Regions from separate parts of the Mus musculus genome. Here regions 1, 3 and 4 are each linked to region 2. Evidence: chromatin contacts called from public Hi-C data. All regions are on one chromosome and are shown on one strand. The core of a region is the stretch at or near the end of the contact, and the rest is flanking DNA. Distances in the headings are between cores, read along the strand shown. Region 1 overlaps Prkg1 (protein kinase, cGMP-dependent, type I). Region 2 overlaps Prkg1 (protein kinase, cGMP-dependent, type I). Region 3 overlaps Prkg1 (protein kinase, cGMP-dependent, type I). Region 4 overlaps Prkg1 (protein kinase, cGMP-dependent, type I).

Region 1 (3,949 bases), core at 1,365-3,864, 340 kb before region 2:
AAAGCTATGGAAATGATAAAAGTGAAAAACCAGCAGCTAGTTTTTAAAATTGCTTCCAAAATGCCCTTTCCAGGGAAACAGCAAAGTCCTATTCAAGCTGGAATAATGAATAGCAATAGGCGGTGCTGTTCAAACCACCTCTCCGGGCTCCAGCAAGTTATCTCTCTATTTGATGTGTGTAATGTAGAAGAAAGAAAGGTTGCTGGTATAGCTGGACCTATGTTTTTGTCTTGTGGCAGAAGGCATATTTGTTGTCCCTGCACAAAACTTTGGGGGAAACAGCCTTCTTTAATGAGACTCGTCTTGGCTTAGGAAAAAAAAAATCTGAGTTTTCAATTTTCTTTCATATTCACTTTTATCCTAGCAGGTTTGATTTGTTCTTGGCAAGAAAACCAAGCTGACCTTCTAAAGTATATATATATATATATATTATTTGTAAGGACAAAATCTAAATTGTTTAAACTTTCTACTGTCCTTTTAAATTGCCCTTTAATTCGATATTAGTAGCACACTGACCCTGTCTGAAAGTTAGAGGGTATCAATAGAGCCTCTTTCCAGTCCTGATCACTTGCCAATCACATGAAGTTGTAAAATGACCCTTGCCAACTCTGTGTGGATACTCTTGCTCTTGAGGGCCCTTTATTTGAGTGCCATTGAGCACTTGCACTGTGAGGAAGCCATCTGTTTTGAATAACAAATGGGATATTTAAGAGTAATGTATTCTGTCCAACCCTTTGGCATATCTTATCTTTCTTTATAACTCAATTGTAAAATCCCATTGAATAAAACTTATGGTTGTTAGGTCTTTCATGTGTCATTATTGGTTTTGTTTTGTTTTTTTTTTTCTGATGAGAAAAACAAAAAAAAAATCACCTTTTTAAAACTTTTACATTTTCTTAAGTTTTTTATTCTGATTCTGTTAAATTTTGTCAGAGTCCTGCTTATAGCAGTGTGTGTGATCTTCTGGAAAGTATTAGAGTTGTGACAACTATATTAGAAGTCACAGAGGGGAAAGAATGTGTGTCATACATAAAAACCAAAAAATACTCTGATATCCCTCAAAAGAATAACTGTTACAGAAAATCAGTAAGAAGCATAATAGAAATGGAAATGCTCAAAATTGCTTTCTTAAATTATTTAGATATATGAGGGAAAATGGTAAGATAAATTTGATAAAAAAAAAAACTAGAAGAAACCACATCCATAAAGTATTAATAACCATATATCAGTTAAAGGCAACATGACATCACTGTGAGAAAACACACTACATTGGCCTTAAATAAGAGGGTCTCTCATTGTTTATTTTTTTTTCTGCTTTGGATAAGGTGCGGTGCTAACCACAAAAGATAAACAGTTCTTTGCTCATAAAGAACTTACCATCTGGAGTTCTAACTTATCAGCATTTGAAACTAGGCTGCAGTAAGTCATTCAGGCTCAGCCAACAGCACCTCCGTCTTTCTAGCCTTCTTATCTATCACCTGTCCTGCATTCACTCAATAGAAGCTGACCAATTGAGTTTTCATTTTCTTTGAATGTGGATCCTCAATGAAAGAGTCCATGGCCACAAGCCACATGATGTTGAATATAAGTGGAGCATGGCATCTTCAATGCCTCTGAAGTGCTGAAATCGGTAAATAATAGTTGAAGATACTTTGGGTGGTTGACTAACAGACAGATGGTCACTTTATGTAGTATAATTGTTTCTTCCAAATGAAATCTTAGGTTGAAGTAGAAACAACTGTGAGACATACATAATAAGAATTTGAAGGGAAGGCTTAGGCCAGTTCCAGAGGATCTTTGAATTTGCCCTGGGATGAGAGGAAAAGATATTCTGAAGCAGAAAGAGCATCGTATGCCAGAGTTGAGAGCTGAGATAAACTGATAAATATGTTTGTTCTCAGGCAACAAGCTGGATGAAGTGGAGGAATAGAAGGAGGTTGGTAGGTCTGTCCTTGAAAAAAAAGATGGTTAACTCGCCAGCTTAATTTTTTGTGAGCTTTGTTGTAGCACTGATAAACTGTTTCTGTCTCGAAGGTTGCCATCACTGGATAGACAAGCTACCCTCTTCCCTGAGGAAGATTTGTCATTATGTGAGGGAGCAGGGCATGGTGACTTCTAGGACAGGAAGTTGGTGTTCGTAGTAGCTAAGGCTGCTGTTGAAATACACTACAAACATTCAAAATGTCAGCCCTGCCTCGTTTAAGAATCCACTTCACACACATTCTTTTAGGTCTTTCCAACCCCATCCCAACTACTTGTTACTATTTTTATTTGTTGTAGTTTTTTAACCATAGGGATCAAAATTTTGTTCTTATGAACTAATTTTGGTCTTTCTGGTTATTAGCAGATATCACAAAACCTGTCATTCCTTGTCACCATAGCAGCTGTATGTCATTAGGATCCCCTAGGGGAGAGGGTGAGGCAGGGGTGGGGTGGGGTTTGGGGATCTTGTTCTAATAAATCAGAGGATATGTCCTGATTAAAGCAAGAGAAATAAACCTTCCTCCCCCCCCCCAGACATATTTTTGTAATAGTCTTTTACCATCATAACCTTCAGGCTACTCTCATGCAAATCTGTTTCTGTAGAGCCATATTTTGGTTGCTATAACAACTTGATGTAGCTCTTGAGGAGCTCCTCTTGCTTAAGGTTGCTTTTTTTAAAAGTTGGGGTTGCCATGGCTACGAGATGCTGTTTTATTTTCAGCAAGCTTTTTTCCTCTTTGTAATTTTGCTTTTAAAATTTGTTATGTATACACACGTATCTGTGCGACTTGAGTTTGCATGCCTTGCAAAAGTACACAGTGCGTTTCAACCCAAGCTCTGAAACACACTCAGACAGGGAGGGCACTTGCTTGTTTGAGGTGCATACTATTATCCTTAAATTGATGTATATACCTTGGGAAGAATGCAGACTAGATGCAGTTTTACATCCTTCAGATTATAGAATTATTTGATGATAGGGTTTCTGCCTTTCTTTCAAAACTTGTTTATCATGGTTTTTTTTTATGGAAAGTTTTTTTTTATTACGTATTTTCCTCAATTACATTTCCAATGCTATCCCAAAAGTCTCCCACACCCCCCCCCCACTCCCCTACCCACCCATTCCCATTTTTTGGCCCTGGCGTTCCCCTGTACTGGGGCATATAAAGTTTGCCTGTCCAGTGGGCCTCTCTTTCCAATTGGACATAGTACTACCAGAGGATCCCACAATACCTCTCCTGGGCATATATCCAGAAGATGTCCCAACCGGTAAGAAGGACAGATGCTCCACTATGTTCATAGCAGCCTTATTTATAATAGCCAGAAGCTGGAAAGAACCCAGATGCCCCTCAACAGAGGAATGGATACAAAAAATGTGGTACATTTACACAATGGAGTACTGCTCAGCTATTAAAAAGAATGAATTTATGAAATTCCTAGGCAAATGGTTGGACCTGGAGGGCATCATCATGAGTGAGGTAACACCAATCACAAAAGAACTCAAATAATATGTACTCACTGATAAGTGGATATTAGCCCAGAAACTTAGTATAGTGAGATATAAGGTACAATTTGCAAAACACATGAAACTGAAGAAGAACGAAGACCAAAGTGTGGACACTTTGCCCCTTCTTAGAATTGGAAACAATCACCCATGGAAGGAGTTACAGAGACAAAGTTTGGAGCTGAGACAAAAGGATGGACCATCAAGAGACTGCCATATCCAGGGATCCATCCCATAATTAGCCTCCAAACGATGACACCATTGCATACACTAGCAAGCGTTTGTTTATCATGTTTTTATGTTATCACCTGTTCTTGTCTCTGCCCTTGGGACGGAGAGTGTGAGAGCCAGTGTGTCTTTGACATGTTCATGCTCATGTTCTACATTGGGCTGATCATATTCTACACATTGTTGATTAGGGCATTGTTATATGGTGGATAAGAAGAACATTATTGCTAAGGCCAT
Region 2 (3,743 bases), core at 1,147-3,646:
TAGCTTAATCTAACAATGGCTGTCTTCCAAGACAAAGTCCAAGAATCCAATACCTGTTTGGTCCAGGAGGCCTGATGTCTCTGCTGGAAGAAGTAGACTCTAGTACCACTGAAGAAGTGCTTCATCAGCAGGACGAATGAACTTGCCAGTGTGATGAGGGAAGGTGGTAAAGAAAGCTGCTGCTTCCATGAGCTCTCTACTGGCTGCCTTGAGAAGGGGTGTTCGAGATTTAGGGTGGGTCTTCTGACTTCAAATGGTCCAATCAAGGAACATCCCTCACAGATGTGCTGAGCTGTTTGGAGTTTTAGTTGATTACGGACTCCATCTGGAATTGACAACCAAGAGTAGCCAACAATCACAGGGAATAGTCAGTGTGTAACTGGTCACGAGCCTTGAGAGATCCGGAGAAGACTTTAGAAAAGATGGCAGAGCTGCCTTCTTACCAGACAGGCAGAGGCATCCTTCCTGTCTGTGGTACCTGTCAGTGTGTGTCATCCAGTGTGTTTTATTACTAGAGATGGAAGAAGAGTATATTCGAGGTAGTATTCAGTGCACAGAACTGGAAAAGTAAGTATGGCTCAAATTCTTTCCTCTTGGCTTCTTTCCCTTGCTGTGCTAGGGATAGAACTCAGAGCCTTTAATATATTAGTCACACACTGCCACGGAGTGGACCGTAGTCTGGTATCCACTTGAACTTTACTGCGTCTCTCCAGCCACTCCCACATCCTCTTGGCTCTCTACAGACAGCTGAGAGAGATCTGGATAAAGCTGAAGGTTCTAATAGGGGAGCAATCATAAGGATTAAACATTTAGAAATGGGAAGAATTTGGTTCTATCCAGTGACTGGTGAGATGTTCAACTTTAAGTGGATGAAGTACTACCAATGAGTCCAGCATCCCTGTCTTCAGACCCTCCGGGGGCACCACTACCTAAGACCATGAAAGCTGGGAGTGAAGGGAATTTTGTGGTTTTTAAAGTCAGTTCTTATTATCTATAGTCTCAGTGCACAGGGAGTGATATCTGTGACTCATATTAGGCTTAAACAGACCTGTTGGTGATTAAAGACCATAAGATTATGCATATTAGTGTTCCCATATGGTTATAAATGCTTGTGTGAGTTTTCTTGTGTTTGAGTTTAAAATCCCTTAGTGTTATATCAGCTAACTTCTAGACACGATCTAGTTAGACTAACAAGCGTTGGTACTGAAGATTCTTGCTTTAATTAGCCATTATTTATTATTATTATTATTATTATTATTATTACCACCATCATGCTTATGTGTATGTATGGGCATGCCTGTATACACATGTAAAACAGAGACAACTTTCAAGAGTTGGTTCTTGCCCTGGACTTTGCTGAGGTAGGATCTTTTGTTTAGATTGCTCCGCTGTTACCTGCTTCAGATTCGCTGGCTCTTGGACTTTTGATGCAATCTCCTGTCTCCCCCTCCCACCTCAAGGTAGGAGGCTGGGATTACAGATTTGCGCCCTGACATCTGGCTTTCACATAGGTTACAGGATTTGAACTCAGGTTGTTAAACTCAGGTTGTGGTCAGAGCTTTTGCCTGCTAAGCCATCACCCAACCCCATAGCTCTATTTCTAAGATAGGTAAAAGTGACTATATAAATAAATAAAACCTTTAACCTGGAATTATTCTGAATCAACACCTAATGGGTTCTTCTTTATTTTTTTTCACAAGAACCTCTAGATTTATTTAAATAAGGTTCCTGATCTAGGGAACACCTGTGTGCTCATTGCATTTATTTCCCTGGGGGAGGGACTATGAGTTGGGCCTGATTTGAAACAGGGTAGCCAAGGCTGACCTGGAACTCACTGTATTCCCAGCTGGCCTCAAACTTGTGACAATCCTCACGCCTCAGCCTTACAAGCGCTGGGTCACAGGTGTGAGCCACCGTGCCTAGCAAACACAATTACCTCTGAGCTACTCCAATAGTTCTTATTGAACAGATGTCAATGGGGTCAAATGACTAGACTAGTCATTGGGGAAGGGACATATGAAGGGGAAAGCAGAAATGAGTCTATACTTGGAGCTCCATATCAGCTTTATAGCTATCAAATGTGACTACATAAATAAGTTATATAGCTATCGAACATAGGTGGGGGCATGGTGGGATAGTTTTCTCTTATATCCCTACCCCCCAAAAAAAAGGAAAGGAAAGGAAAGGAAAGGAAGAGAAAAAGGAAAACAAAAGCCTTTGTCTATATTCCTACATTTAAAATTATGTCAGACTTACTGGGGCTATACTGTTGTCTACGGTGCCACCTATTGGTAAAATGAAGCAAAAACAATCTACTGTCATTGGTACAGTATCCTCTTAAATCTCCTTAGAGTTTTGCAGGCAGCTGTTAGAAAGCAGATTGTCTGTGATCCGACTAAAATAGGAGATGAATCATGTGCCTTATGCAGAGATGCTCAATTTTGTCATTTAGTAGAGACCCAGATAGGATCTAGGAGGCAGGATATCCGACTTCCCTAGTTCATAGCTCTGCCAAAAAAAGGGGGGGGGTAGGGTGGGGTGGGGGGGAGGGCTGTGAGATTGTTTAGGGATTCTAAGCACTTGGCTCTTCTCATCTACTGGAATGCAAGTGGAATCGTCTCATATGACTGCTGCCTTATACAAATGTGAGCTGAAGTGCAGAGTCTTTTGTAACATGATCTCTCAGAGCCTTTGTGAAGTCACACAGCTATAGCAAAGGGCTGGCTCAGAAGATGTAACTTTCAAAAATTAGTTTTGTGAGAATAGCCGACATAAACTGTAAACCCCTCTAAACAAGCATGTGGTTAGCTTTCATGGAAGAAAAGGTTAAATACCAAGTACAATATGATAGATGGCTGAAGGAGTCATTGAAGTTTTTTGAGATACACACACACACACACACACACACACACACACACACTCCTGCTGAAGCTCAGGAAGGCTTTGATCTTATACTTGTCATCATACTGCTCTGGCCACTCTCAGTGTGATTACAGGCTTGTGCTACCAAGACCAGCATGAAGAATTAGATTTCAGTTAAATTAGCAGGCTTAACAAATATTAGGACTTCTCATTTCAGTGGTGCCCATGTGTATAACCTAAACCAGAAACATACATACACTAGGCATTGGAGTAAAATAGGAAAATTGATAAGACGTCCTTCATTACTGATTGAAAAAAAATGCTACTATGAAAATCATAATTAAGGCAGATTCCTTCACACTTTTGAACTTCCCCAGCTTTTATAGGGCAATGTTGTTACTTGTGAGTTTTACTCACCTCCCACTTACTGTGCAGTTGGTGTTTGAGGTAGATTTTTTTCCATTAATCATTTCATTTGTTTACATTTAAAATCTTATCCCTCTTTTTTTGGTCTCCCTTCTATGTACACTCCACCTATTCCCTTCCCCTTTGTCTCTAAGAGGGTGCTCCTCCACCCACTCACCCACTGACCTCTCAACTCTCTAGCATCCCTCTACACTGAGGCATCAAGTCTACACAGGACCAAGCGCCTCCCCTCCCACTGATGTCAGATGAGGCAATCTTCTGCTACATATGAAGCAGGAGCCATGGACCCACCCATGTCTGTACTCTTGGTTGGCAGCTTAGTCCCCGGTAGCTCTGAGGCATCTGGTTAGTTGACACTGTGGTTCTTACTATGGGGTTGCCAACCCCTTCAGCTGCTTCAGTCCTTCCCCTAACTCTTTCATTGGGGTTCCCCCGGTCAGTCCAATGGTTGGCTG
Region 3 (4,060 bases), core at 495-2,994, 300 kb before region 2:
GTTATATTCTAATGCGATTTGAAAACTTACTAATCTCAGGAAGAATTTACTGTAATCCTAAAATTTCTCTTGTTTGAGGGCAGGAGGTCACTTGGTTTTCATAGTAGAGGAACTCTTGATAATAAGATGTTCAACCTGTTTAAAAATACATTTAACTTTGGCTACATGGTACATATTTAATCACTTGTTATTCTGAAACATAAAATTACCTCAAAGGGCTTACCTAATGAATTGGTAATTGATAGCTTCTTGCTCTAATGGTAACTCGGTGTTACCTGACTATATACATTTCAGTATGTGGCTTGTTTTTGATCACCCTTTCAGTTTGCTAGCAATCCTTCTTCTCTCAAATCAAAAAGAAAAAAGAAAGAAAACAAAAAAATCCTGAGGCAAGGGAGATGGGTACATGAATAAAAAACTTGCTGTACAAGCTTGAGAACCCAAATTTATTTCTATGGCACCCACACAAAAGGTGGGACAGCAACCCACATGTAACCACAGCTTGAGGGAGGCAGAGATGGAAGCTAGCTAGTTAGACTAGCCGAATGTGCTCACCAAGTAGGTGAGCCCGGGGTGCAGCTAGAACTATGTCTCAATAAACAAAGTGGGCAGAGATGAAGAGAGACCCTCAATATCAACCTCTGGACCCCACAAGTCCATGTGAAAACACATATATACAAACACACACACACACGTTTGTGTGTAAATGTATACAAATATGCATACACATGCACACCACATACACACAAGGAAGTCTCTCTCTCTCTTTCTCTCTCTCTCTCTCTCTCTCTCTCTCTCTCTCTCTCTCTCTCTCTCTCTCGTTACATTTGCGGAAAGCACATTTTCTAGTTACTTACAGAATATTTTTAAATATGCCAGGATCTCTTCATTGTGTCTACCATTTATTAGTCAATAAATACGTATTGATAGCCTCCTCTGCATTCTAAGAATATTGGGGGTGGGTAGAAAATAAGTCAGACTTAGACTGTTTACAGTATTGACAGTGGAAGATGACATGCACATTGTGCCTGCCCATCCCTCCCTCAAGTGATCTTCAAAGACAACTATAAATTGTTAATGCCACAGGATTTGAGATAGACTGTTGATCCTGCATTTAGTTCTGTGGTGCTGGGTCCCATGCTCTATGCTTCCTAGACTGACTCAAACCATAATGACAGAGTGAGAGACTGTCGAAAGAGTCTGCGCTTCATTTAATATAATACTAATGATAAATTAAATTTCATTTCCCCCTTAAAACAGACTTCTCATTAATCTTCAGAGCATTCCTGTGAATAGCAAGAAGGACGGTGGTACTAGACTTTCTTTAATTAGCTTTTCTTCTGCTGAAGCTAGAAGAGCTGAACATGTCAAGAAGTTAGCCTGTAAATATTGTTCCTTGAACTTCCAGATGGCCTCAATATTATCACAAAGGGTTTTGTTCAGTGACATTTAATATTCAATTACAGCAAAGTGTGGCACTTTAATTTCTAGCATCCTTTCCCTAAATACATAAATAAAAAAAAAAAAAGGTGACAATGACGGACTACACAAAGAAAACACAAAGAGACTCAGAAGTGTTCACACTGTTACATAAGTCTGTGATGAGCTCTGGACCACTGAATTTTCACCCTCCCTCCTCATGATGCAAATCTTCGGTTTTGAGCAGACAAGAGGACTAGAAAATAGGAACTGCTACTTTCCTTTTGGAAACCAGTAATTCACTTGTATTGTGTATGGACCAAAAGGAGTCTGTGATGAGTCACCACAATGAGCAGAAGGAATAATCACTAGACAGTGCATTTATTGTTAACACAGTAAGCACTCTGAGCAGCTTCTTTGTATAACCAATCTTGTTTAAATTAATTATAATAGTCTTTAAAGTTTTTTTCCCATCTTAAAAAAAAAAAAACTAAAGGATATTTATAATCGTTCTCGGTATAAGGTGCACTCTTCAGTTGCTAGGTAACATGCTTGCTGAATTTGTTTCTCCACAGATAAGTAAAATACTCCTTCCCGTGCTATTATTTTGTAGGTAAATTAATGCTTATCTAGGGCACATTCAAAGGCGATGATAACACACTAGCCTGCAGAAGTTCTACGTCAAGCAAAGCAAAACCTGGGTTAGAAGTGTCGCTAACCTGCAGAAGTGACGGCCGAGAGGACCCCGCAGGATTGGTGGAATGGTGTGGCAGTGAGAAGTGGAACTTTGACCTCTAGCTTCAGACTTATTCTTTCAATACAAGAGCAGATCTTTGAGCCAAGTATAGATTTCTTTTATGTGTGAGCCATGTGAAATGGCAGGTCTCATTCCATGAATTAAACGCAGGGGTCAGTATTTGTACCCTCCATCCCTCTCTAGATTTGGTGTTTGCTGTTCATGTCTCAGTCTGCAGGTCGAAGACAGTTTCTCATGGGAAGCTGGCACAAAACAACCATTTTTGGGGAGCCAAGAATTTTACCTGTCAGCACTGGCCCTGATACACAAAAAGTACCCGGGGGTAAATCCTCAGCCATCAACATCTTCTCCATCCTGGGAGATGCGGTGATGTTCTCTCTGCCATGTCGGGAAACTTCTTTTTTTTACATTACATTAGAATCTTTTTATTTTTCACATAGTGCCTTACATTTTGCCTCATCCAAATAATGATCCCCTCAACAAGAGTCCATGCCTAAGCATTGTGAGATCCTGTGCCAAGCACAAGTGAATTGAACAAAATATTTGCAAAAAGAAATAATGTTTGCACAATCATTCATATAAATGAACTAGAAATAATAAGGCCAAGGAAACACATCTTTCTGGAGGCTGGAACTATTAAAGAATTTCATATGTACTATCAAAAAAACTTGCCTTTGCCTTATTCTGTCAGTGGGATATAATTAATTTTACACTAAAACTTCAGTCAGGGCACTTTCTGTAGTATGACCTAGGGAATATGGATGCATATTTTATAATTTCTCTAATCAAATGTTTCCTAAGGATTTGTTTAAGTGTATATGTATGTGTGTCAGTGTATGTATGTGCACCACATGTGTGCAGTTATCCTCAAAGGCCAGAGAGGATGTTGGATCCCTGGAACTAGACTTAAAGATGGTTGTGGGATGCCTGAAATGAGTCCTGGGAACCAGACCCAGGTACTTTGCAAGCGAAAAGGTGCTCTTAGCCACCGAGCCATCTGTGCAGCCCCTGTAATGAAATAGTTTAGATACACTTATTAGATCCACGGTTGTTATGACTGAAATACAAAAACAGTTGTAAGGCTTCAGGGTGTTGAGCCATTGTGTCTAGGTCTCATGTACTTGGGCAGAACATCATGGCAGTGGGATAAAATGGAGAAGGTTATTACCCTCATGGTGGCAAAATGAACACAGAAGGGACTGGAGACCTTCAAAAGCATCACTTGTTTGTACCAACTTGACCCTAGCCTCCACCCCCTAGATTCAGAACCTCCCAAAATAATGCCTCAACCGGCAACACTGTAGATTAGTGGCCTCTCTGCCACATTGGGTGTGGCTCTCATTATTACCCACCTGAGGCACTGCCCTCCACTATAGCTACTCCCATTTTTCTCTAATAATTTGGCCTGGCTCCAGGTGTAAGTAATATTGATCTGATGTTCACTATCTCACCACAGGAAGCGCTCCAATTTTGCCTTCCAAGACATTTGGCCATGTCTGTAGAAATTATTATTTCGGGACTCCGGGAAGAGACCGAAGTGGTTTTGACGTCTCATAGATAATAGCTCACAGTCTACAGATATGCAGCAAGAACTCTACCAGCTGCACATAGAAATGGTGTACATTAGACAGTGCATAAGGACCAGTTAGGTGTTTCCATGTGTTTTCCCATTTTATGCTGAAGGAATTTCATAGCCTGGAATATGGCAGTCACAATCCCACATTGTCTCTTCTTGCAAATCCATCTTCTCACCACCCCTTTCTGTACACTTCAGTTAAGCAGGGACTTACCTTCCCCAAGCAGAGTCTGTCTGCCTGGCCTCATTTATCCTCCCTGCTGCCTCTTTGTCTTGTTGACTTTGCCTCTTCATCTTCTTTGTACCCT
Region 4 (3,946 bases), core at 212-2,711, 440 kb before region 2:
AAGAGACATATGCACTAATAGTCTTTAGCAAGCAGGTGAGAAATCAGAAATGTTGGGTGAGTCTTAGGGACATAGAACCTCATGATACTCAATGCTATTTAAGAATAAAAAGGCAGATATAGTGACTATCACTTCTGATCCTAGTACTCCAAAAGCTGAAGTAGGAAGACTACTACCTGAAGCCTGAGTTGTCTAAGAACATTGTTTTCTGAAATAAACAGAAAATCTTACCTTTCATTTAAAGAGTATACTAAAATGACTTCCTTCATACCAATGCTCCTTTTAAGCTGTATTACTAAATGGTAGTAGCTTTTTATTTTTAATGAAGAGCTTATAGTATCGTGATTTCCCTTTTAAGATTATTGATTGACATAGTTGCATTTAAACATTTTCTTTGGAGTTCAAAATATTGCAAAGATTGTAATTTGTCACAGGATCAGTGGTCATCAGGACCCCTGCGTTGGAAGAGTCTTGTTTTTAATAACAAATCTCTGGCTGAAGATGGGTAGACAGAACTCATTTGCAGTAAGCGACTGTGGCCCAGCTCTTGGAAGTAATTAGATTGCTTCATAGCTTAGTTTCACAAGCCTTGCACAGTGTATGGATTCTTAAATAAACAGCAAGGAAATTATATTACAAAGAATGACAGTCCACATACAAATCCTCTAGTATAATGAAAGCTGATTAAGGATGTTCAAGTGGGAAAAGACTCCTTCGTATCCACCTACAAGGCTCTCCTAATTTTTTTTATTGTTGTTAAATAAACATCAGAACACTTTCAATTATACTGTTTGCTTTGGTATTATGTTTTATGCATCAATCGGGCTCTCAAAGAGTGTCTTAAGATACAAAGGGGCACTGAGCTATATTTTATTTTCCATTCGGGATTTACTTGAACTATTATCAGTTCACACTTTTTTATGCCTAAAAAAGTAGAGCAGACACTATTAGTCTCAGGTTACAGCCCAAGTAGCTATAATGCAGCTACTTGCTGACAGCCACAACTCATGCCCTTAGCAACTATTCCCACTTGTTATTAATACACTGCAGGACACAGGCTTTTCTCAGCAAGGCTCCTGTTGGCAACAGTTCTCATTATTACAGCGAGTGTTTATTCATCTCTCCATTTCGTGAATATGTTAGTCACCAGTGTATGTTGGCTTAATCCTCCAGTTTCTAAACTGCAACCCCCTCAGATGCCTGCCTCCCTTGTTTGGTTTTTAAATCCATTACTGCACTATTTAAAAGCACAGGACTTGTGGAAATAGTATTTAAAGTCTACCCACTTATTGAATTGTATATGTGTGATTCAGTTTTGCCAATGATGCTTTCCAGTCTCTAAAACGGATTTATCCTGGGTAACAAGAGCCTTGCACATTTTGATGACTCCGGTATCTCTAAACCTGGCAAAAACCATTCCATTTTATTAGTCCTTCCTTAGATTGAGTCACTTAGAGACATCCTGTCAGTAGTTTTGTCACCAGTGTGGGTCCTTTGGAGGTTATGCGTGGGTTTATAGCACATACCGTGGTAATGGAGTCACACTGTGGAACTGCGCATGCTCGATGTACGCAACATTTGTGTATTAAATTGTCATCACTAAAAGTGACTTAGAAGTCCATGCTGTGCTCTGCTAGAGACTTGGTGTAGATACATTTCCATTCTTTATGGCTTTTCATGATGACATGAAAAATATTTCTTCATGATTTTTAGTAATCTGAAAACTGATGTACTGTCGGGGCGCGGGGGGAAGAAAAATCTACTCTCTACTGCTAGAATCTTTTCTTTAATGACTACTTAAAGTTTAGCATTTCAAATTGATGCTATTTAAAGAAATATTGAACTTGGTATAGCTCGGGCTCATCAATAACTTACCCACACATTACTTTAAAATAATTACCTTCCAAGTCATTTACTCAGTTATTCAATAGTCACCAGATTGGAATCCTGTGGCTACTTTTCTCTGTGCAATATTGTTTCTCCGGGGACACTCTTTAAATTCTGATTAATATTCAGATCACTGCCAGGCCTTCCATGTTTTCCACATTTGTTCAAGGACATCATTAGACCCTGAGAGGGTGTTAGAGAGCATTTGCTGTATGCAAAACCACATGCATCAGTAACTTGATTTAGAAGTTTGGAAGGGCAGATGCAAATTTTAGAGTTGAAGGTTGATGAACTTCAGGGGCTTGGAATGCTTGCCTGTCTGGCATGCACAAGGCCCTAGATTTGATCCCCAGCACAGAAAGAAAGAAAGAAAGAAAGAAAGAAAGAAAGAAAGAAAGAAAGAAAGAAAGGAAGAGGGACGGAGGGAGGGAGGGAGGGAGAGAGAGAAAGAGAGAGAAAGAAAGAAAGAAAGAAAGAAAGAAAGAAAGAAAGAAAGAAAGAAAGAAAGAAAGAAAGGAAGGAAGGAAGGAAGGAAGAAAGAAAGAAATTAGAAAAAAGGAAAAGGGAGATGAGTTTTATATATATTGGCATCACTAATACAAGCTCAAGACATTTTTTAATGTTTTATAGTATCAGTTTGTTTAATTACTAAACTTAAAGCTTCTACCTCCTGACACTTTAAATAAAATAATACATCATTTGAATGCACGCTTTAATCTGAAGTCATTCTGTCACGAGAAAATGTAAATTTTGGGTTCACTGTGTTTGGGAAGAGTATACCTTGGCTATTTTCTATTTATTAACTTGTACACATATTTTAAAGTGGATCAGAATATGAAGAAATGAACTCCAGAGTTAATAAAATAATTAGAGTCTTGGGGAAGGTGTCTCAACAAGGGAAACCGACTGGACAATGGATTCTGTGATTTGTTGGCAGCTACAAATGAATTAGAAATAGTCATGGCACTTATAGATATTTAGTCAAAAAGCAATTTTAGTTATTTTTAAATACATGTTCTAATATTTTATAATGAATCTGAATATGTCAGTATTTCTAACATGAAAAATATAGTTGTAGAAATTGACAACTTTCTTTTTAATTCAACTATATTTATTCAATATTTGTTTTGAGCTGAGTTTTGACACCACGTGGGTTTAAGATTAAAGTGCATCTATTTTAATCAATGGAGTGAATGAGAAACTGTATGCCATCTAATTAGACTTCTCTGTACATGTATAAGAGATGCAAAATTAGCTGTGGTTAACTTACGGCTCTCTGGCTCAGCCTAGCCTAAATGTAGAAAATACTGAGAGTAATATGGGTTTCTAAGAATTGCTTCTCATAGCTGTGATCCTTTTTCAATAGAGGGAGGTTAAACTTTGCATGTAACATTTGAACAGAGCAATCCTCTAGATGTAATTTGGTCCTCACAGAATTGAAAGTAGACTAAAACCTTAATTCTTAACAATTGCCCTATGAGAGCTTTTTGGTACATGGAAAAATCAATGTAACAGTGGAAAGATATTTTAATAAAAAGTTCTTAGCATTGGAAGTGTGAAGAACTCGTTACATTTCAGTATTAGATTTTCTTTCTGAATGTAATTGGAGTGGAAGTGTTTTATTTGGCTGGTGACAGTACTGTATGCCAGCTATGGAGACGACTTTGACATCTGTATTTAAAACGAGATGCTATTTCCCAGACCTTCATTTTGGGATAAAATATAATCAGGTCTTCACGTGTTTAATGAGGATCCTAATCTTTGAAATTTTTATCCAGTACCATACAGAATATGATTAGATGAAAGCTATTTAGCATTAAAATTTTAAATGCTCACATTTCATCTCAGTAAACTATAAAGGAAAAAAAAAATTGCTTGGGAGCCCAACAAAAGCTGTTCTATGACATAGACTGGTTCCCTTGTTCACATTTTTTCTGCTTCTTCCAAGGCTTCTGGCTCATTCTTCCATAGCTTCCCTCTCTCTTGACTAGGTCATGAGTGGAGTGCAACTTCTTTGGCTTCTTATTTCTGTTTAGGCCCCTCTTTCCAGAATATTCTC

What was found. Hi-C and Micro-C count contacts between places; a contact is called where the count stands out from the background.
Region 1: a Hi-C map of cortical neurons shows a contact between it and region 2, with 6 times the contacts expected there. A contact is called at or near these places in 3 of 484 Hi-C or Micro-C datasets (cortical neurons and nephron progenitors), 1 of 130 datasets of targeted methods (the NIH/3T3 cell line) and 1 of 9 other capture datasets (embryonic stem cells).
Region 3: a contact with region 2 is called in a Hi-C map of the N1E-115 cell line, with 4 times the contacts expected there. A contact is called at or near these places in 1 of 39 promoter capture datasets (embryonic stem cells), 17 of 484 Hi-C or Micro-C datasets (the AML12 cell line, the HPC-7 cell line, the N1E-115 cell line and 6 more) and 1 of 130 datasets of targeted methods (embryonic stem cells).
Region 4: a Hi-C map of the N1E-115 cell line shows a contact between it and region 2, with 4 times the contacts expected there. A contact is called at or near these places in 4 of 484 Hi-C or Micro-C datasets (the HPC-7 cell line, the N1E-115 cell line, adipose-derived mesenchymal stem cells and 1 more) and 1 of 130 datasets of targeted methods (the NIH/3T3 cell line).

What each region holds. Positions count from the first base shown.
Region 1 is chr19:31,179,651-31,183,599 of GRCm38.p6, reverse strand. The region is part of intron 3 of Prkg1 (protein kinase, cGMP-dependent, type I); the gene reads left to right. Among named protein-coding and RNA genes, the nearest start is that of 8430431K14Rik, 35 kb to the left of the region's middle.
Region 2 is chr19:30,842,049-30,845,791 of GRCm38.p6, reverse strand. The region is part of intron 5 of Prkg1 (protein kinase, cGMP-dependent, type I); the gene reads left to right. Among named protein-coding and RNA genes, the nearest start is that of Cstf2t, 240 kb to the left of the region's middle.
Region 3 is chr19:31,144,080-31,148,139 of GRCm38.p6, reverse strand. The region is part of intron 3 of Prkg1 (protein kinase, cGMP-dependent, type I); the gene reads left to right. Among named protein-coding and RNA genes, the nearest start is that of Gm41834, 17 kb to the right of the region's middle.
Region 4 is chr19:31,281,911-31,285,856 of GRCm38.p6, reverse strand. All of the region lies in intron 3 of Prkg1 (protein kinase, cGMP-dependent, type I), which reads left to right. Among named protein-coding and RNA genes, the nearest start is that of 8430431K14Rik, 67 kb to the right of the region's middle.